Regions from separate parts of the Sus scrofa genome. Here region 1 is linked to region 2. A link is a contact called in public Hi-C data. All regions are on one chromosome and are shown on one strand. Each heading gives the region's core, a stretch centred on a gene start, on an enhancer-like site or on the middle of the called end of the contact. The rest is flanking DNA. Distances are from core to core; before and after follow the strand shown. Region 1 overlaps HMGA2 (high mobility group protein HMGI-C). Region 2 has its middle 220 kb from the start of HMGA2.

Region 1 (2,832 bases), core at 34-2,533, 290 kb before region 2:
GTTTGGCCTGTACTCAGACAACGCTGGATTCTGGGGTGCCCTGTCCTGGCAGATCCTGAACTAAGGCCGAACACCCTGGGTCTCAGGCTGCAACCACAGCAGCGGGAAGAGGGAGGATGTGGCAGGAACAGAGAGGGTCTTGCTGCGGCCCTTCGAGGTCTGCTGCACTAACAGCGATTAGAGAGTGGCGCTGTAATTTCAACCCTTCTTCCTTCACGCAGGACCTTGTCTCCCCGTCTCCAGGAAATGGGGGCTGCGTTAGTGGAGCATGCCTCTAATAGGGATCGGTGACTGTGGAGCGGGATAGCCATCAGTATAAATCTGTCACAGACACACTCAGAGGAAGAGGCACTTCTATACACTGCAGCCTTTACACTTTTTGATGCAGATACAGATTTATGGCACACGGGAAGCAGAGAGCCTTTGAGCCAAAGGCGCCCTGTGAATCAAGGCCATTTTGTAGGTTTCCGCCGCCCGCAAGAGCTACACATTTATAATTGTGCTTGGAGTCAGCCCCCTCCTAGCCCCAGGAGGCAGCAGCATTTGGTTGAAATAAAATTGAGGACTTTTCCCAACAGCTGGCCAGCTCTAGTTTTAAGTTTTAACAACAGGATGAATGAATTGAGGACGGCTGAAGGGATCAAAAAGCATTATGCCAGACTTTTCAGAGCCCCGGTCCCCGGACTCCACTGTTCCCATGTATCAGATTCATTCAGAGATGGGGAACTCTACTTTGAAGAGTTCCCTCGCATTGTTCAGCCGACACAGATGACTCTTTCACCAAGACACTCAGAAATGATCCAGCGGAGACCTTGAGGAAACGTCCAAAAAAGGTGCAGGCAAGGAAAGAAAAAAGCAATCAGCTAGAAGTAAATGAAAACCCAGCCCAGCGTCGGTGTTAATTAATTAAAAACACCATTTCAAAGCATCCCTAATAGAAAACTTCCTCCGTGCAGCCAGTATCTGATTCAGGGAGTGACTCAAGCAATAAAATCACAGTTGGGACGACTCTCGTGGTGCTGGCAGGCCAAGTTCAATATTTTCCCTATGAGGCATGCCTGTACTATAAAAAGAATGTGATGTTTGAAAATGAGTGTCTTTGCTCTTTGTGTGCTGGCATTAAAAGCCTTTCCTAGCCCTCTTGCCACACTTTGAGAGTACAGTATGAATCACAATCATGTGGCAAGCACCTCCTTGCCAAATTCTTTCATGCTGCTACCACGGTGCGTTCCCTCTCAGGCTCCTGCCAGCAGCCTCTGCTGCCCAGCCAAGACCATCAGTGCAAGCGCCGGTGGAGAGGCAGGGCACGCCACTCCACATTCAGCAACCAGGACACAAGGAGGCACGTTCTTGTAGAAATCGGAACTGCTGAATGGACTGAGTGGGTGGGAGGGGACAAAAGTCAGAGGGACGAAGCAACGAAGCGAAGCGGGAGAGAAAAGATGAGACACGCTCTCAAGGAATACTCCTGAGACGTAATCACCCAGATGGTGGGCGGGGAACGGGAGACCCACAGGGATTAGAGAAGGGGCTTCCTGCATTACAGGGCCAAGGGAGGCAGAGCTCAGGCCAGAACTCCAGCTCGTAGCGCTGTCTCTTCCCTCCGTCTCCCCTGCCTCCTCTGATTCTGCAGCCCAAACGTGGAGAAGCCAGAAACTGCTCTTCTGCTGTCTTAGGCTTTTTAATATGCAATTCACTCTCTTAATTACCACCATGCCGTAAACGAACATCGTGCCACTTTCCGCAATACATGTTTCTTAAAATATGTGTCAGCTGGATTAGCATCCATGGGGCCAATCTTCACAGCCATGACCACAGAACCCACCCCAAGCCTGACAGTCATCCTCACATTCTGCTCCAGGGTCACAGAGGGCACGGGGAGACTGTGTGGAGGAAAATATTCCTGTAGCTCAACACCATGAGTCACTACTGATGGAACCACTCAAAGTTTCTCCCCGACGTACATCTGCATTTCCTTTGTCTTCATTTACTGCTGTGGTTAACTACAGATTAATTGACGTGCCAGTTTTCTGGCTAGGTCTCCCATGAACCTAGCATTGTCTGGCCCCTAAGAGGCAAAAAAGGGATGGTGAAACCAGGAAGCTCCCTGGAGTTACAATGCTTGTTTAGTTCCATCGTCTAAACGGACTGTTAGGTATAGGGGTTTGGAATCCAAGGCCTGGAGGAAGTTTCTATGCTTCACATTAAAAAGACAAATTGGGGAGTTCCCACTGTGGCTCAGTGGAAATGAACCCAACTAGTATCCATGAGGATGCAGGTTGGATCCCTGGCCCCTGCTTAGTGGGTTAAGGATCTGGCATTGCTGTGAGCTGTGGTGCAGATCACAGACGAGGCTTGGATCTGATGTTGCTGTGGCTGTGGTGTAGGCCGGCAGCTGTGGCTGTGATTTGACCCCTAGCCTGGGAACTTCCATATGCCGCACCTGTGGCCTTAAAAAAAAAAAAAAAAGACAAATTGTCCCAAAGGATGGGAAGAGGAAGATGTGGAAGAGGAGGTAAAGGAAGGAGTGAAAAGTCCCTATTCACATGCCAGAGTCTACAGAAGAAGCAGTAAAGAGGTCCTGTCAACCTCATCCTAATCCAAGGACAGCTCTTCATGGCGTTCTGGTCTACCTGAAAGCCCGGTGAGGGTGTGGGGAGGGATGTGCATTTCCTGGATTTTCATAGCCCATGTGCGAGCCTGCGTAGGTAGTGTGATATAGCTATCAATTTTTTTGTCTTAAGAAATATAATATTTAGAATAATACTAGGTGATGATCTCACTCTTCTTTGATCAAACCCAAAGGATTTGTTAATGAAAGGTTAAGTAGGA
Region 2 (2,804 bases), core at 237-2,736:
AACATTTATAAAAGGATAAGTCGCTATTATGAATCAGGTGGGTTTTGATATATACAAAAGTTACCCATTTTCATGAGCATGATTTCTGAGAATTACTGGTATTGATTCTATTTTAATGAAAGACAAATAAGTAGAGCTGCCTCTCTACTCCATGCAGGCAAAGGAAAGTTAAAAAGTAAAGCAATTATCTGGATAATTCCGACAAAAAACCAACTATTGAGAGAAAGGAAGCCCTCCTTTTTCCTGGCCCAAATTCATTTGAGCCATCCAATAACATGACCCACTAGAGTGGAATTTGGCATTCAAGAGGCTTGTCTTGGCTCGTGTCCAGTGGCGTTTAGTTACTGAACTCTTTAAAGGACATTGTTCAAACATGGTCTCCCATGTAACTGGGTTCTAAGGCATGAGCTGCAAGAACCTTGACACCGCCATGTGTCTCCAGGGTATTCTTCCATTGGATCAAATTATCCAGAAAACACTCTCATTCCAGTTCACCTTTCTGGGTTAGACAAAACCAAAATGGATTGCCCAAGACTTGCTCCACAATAATTACATGCAGATACTTGAAAGCCCTGCTGCAAAGTATGTTAATAAATACGATCCCAGTTCCTAGATAGTATAGATAGAAGCAAATATGCCAAAGGTGACAGTTATGTGGTAATTCCTCACTCACCACCCTGCCTGCCGCATTCTCTGTTCCTCTGGACACACTTTTGATTACCGAAAGAACTGTGTTGACTTCATGAATGGCAGAAATCACGACACTCAAACTATTCTCCATTCCAACCTTCTCTCATGACTCTAATTTGATCCCTGAACACTTGTTTACCTAATTGGGAAAAAATACAAGGATGTCTGGCAGAGCGTAACCGTGTTGCAGAAACAGCAACTGTGGCCTTTTGCTTGCCTTTCCTTTGCTGGCCATGCCTGAGCAAGGTTCTCTGTAAGATGACCTGGGCTGGGCATTCTGCCCATGCGCACACCTGGCAGATGGAATCCTCCTGTCCTTGGGAACCCGGATACATGCTGAGTTCCCATTTTCTTTGACTGCAAAACAGACAAGGACCAGCTGGTTAGTGCTGACACGGCTCGCACTACTGGCGGGAACACTACTTAAGTGTTCTGCGTTTGCTCATTATTTATCAATGGGGAGATAGTTCTCTGGAGAAAAGCATGCCCTTTGTCTTCTGACGGAAAGTCTGTTCTTCCAATGGGGAATGACCTAGAAAGTAAAACCTGATAATTCATTTCCCATGTGTGAGTCCCACGTGTAATTCCCCATGTGTAAGTTTTCATTTTAAAGGTTCGAGTTCAAATATAAGAAATGAATTGTGGCCCTAGAAATTCCAGATACTTAAGGTTTCCCTGTAGCAATAGGATTTTTAATAGATTTTAATGCCATCTCTCCTTGAGCAGTTTATTTTATCACCACTTTGAAGCATATATTATTGCTATAAGTACTATTAACTATTTGAAGATAACTTCACACTGGAAATAATTTTTTGCCTCTCAGCCTCAAGGGTTTAATGCATTCACATAATCCAGTGCTTTCCTGTGTGGCAACAAGGGCCTTGCATGGACCTGCAGACTCTGGAGACAGAAAAGTGGAAAATTAGATGCTTAGCTAATAAACCAGAGAGAGGGCTCTTCCGCTTTTCCAACACTATGTGGGAAAACATCAAAAAATGTAATAATGGAATTTTTTTAATACCTACATCTGATATTGAAAACTCTCAAGCTCTCCTCTTCCTCCTCTTCTTCTTTCTCTCCCCTTCTCTGTCTCTTTCTCTTCTCTTTTCTTATCCTTTTTGGTCTTATTAGAGCGAATATCAGGGTCCCTTTGCTCTTTGAATTATTCATGTTACTCCGATTAATGCTGGGTTCATATTCATCCAAAAAAAGCTTATTTTTGCTTTAGTTTTTCAACCATGAAACTAATAGAGCATAATAGAAATGTAACCGATACTTAGCTATTGTCCTGGAAATAGATCCCACTACAATTATATGTAAGAGATATTTAAAAATAACTGTAAAACAGGAGGGATATTTATGCTCTTCTTAAGATGAATAGACTTATTTATAGGTGGAGAGACATTCCATAAGATAAGCTAAAATTAATCATATTGCTGAAGTTTTCAAAGAGGTCAGAGTCCAAATTAAATATAGAAGGGCAAACCGGTTTCTTCCTCTTGCGTATTTTAATGAAGACTAGAGAGGCTGGAGAAATATTTATATTCTTTTATTCATATTTTCAGGATTGCCTCATGTCTCGATTTTTTTTCAAGTCTCTCATTTAAGTGAGGGTACTTCAAAGTGAATATGGGTATTCTCAACTCCTCATATCTTAATGAAGAAAAAAAGGAAGAATTAATGGGACTGGAAATTTAAAAACAACAGATGTACTAGAAGTGTGATTACTGCCATGAGTGAGACATACGGGGGAGTGCCGCCACTTTATGTAGCTATGACTGAGGGCTGATTGTATCATAGAGAAACTGGAGCCCCAGAGTCATGCTGAGACCATCTCTAGGCAATGACCGCTGATTTCCCTTGGAGGACAAGAGATAAGGAGCTGTTTCTTCCTAAATAAAGCTCTCTGATTGCTTTGTGGTTAACAAGGCGCCCTGCGAAGGATCATGGGTAATTCATTTAAGGATGAATATTGACTCTTTTTTTTTTTTTTTTGTCTTTTTTTAGGGCCGCACCCATAGCATATGGAAGTTCCCAGGCTAGGGGTCCAATCAGAGATACAGCTGCCAGCCTACACCACAACTCACAGCAACGCCAGATCTTTAACTCACTGA

The links. Hi-C and Micro-C count contacts between places; a contact is called where the count stands out from the background.
Region 1: a contact with region 2 is called in a Hi-C map of fetal heart ventricle, with 2.7 times the contacts expected there. The contact joins two enhancer-like sites. A contact is called at or near these places in 2 of 47 Hi-C or Micro-C datasets (embryonic fibroblasts and fetal heart ventricle).

What each region holds. Positions count from the first base shown.
Region 1 is chr5:30,257,017-30,259,848 of Sscrofa11.1, reverse strand. All of the region lies in intron 3 of HMGA2 (high mobility group protein HMGI-C), which reads right to left. Among named protein-coding and RNA genes, the nearest start is that of HMGA2, 70 kb to the right of the region's middle. Within about 2 kb of position 1,283, at least 26 of the 83 cell types and tissues checked have an H3K27ac peak or open chromatin away from gene starts, as enhancers often do.
Region 2 is chr5:29,962,388-29,965,191 of Sscrofa11.1, reverse strand. No RefSeq gene overlaps it. Among named protein-coding and RNA genes, the nearest start is that of HMGA2, 220 kb to the left of the region's middle. Within about 2 kb of position 1,486, at least 3 of the 83 cell types and tissues checked have an H3K27ac peak or open chromatin away from gene starts, as enhancers often do.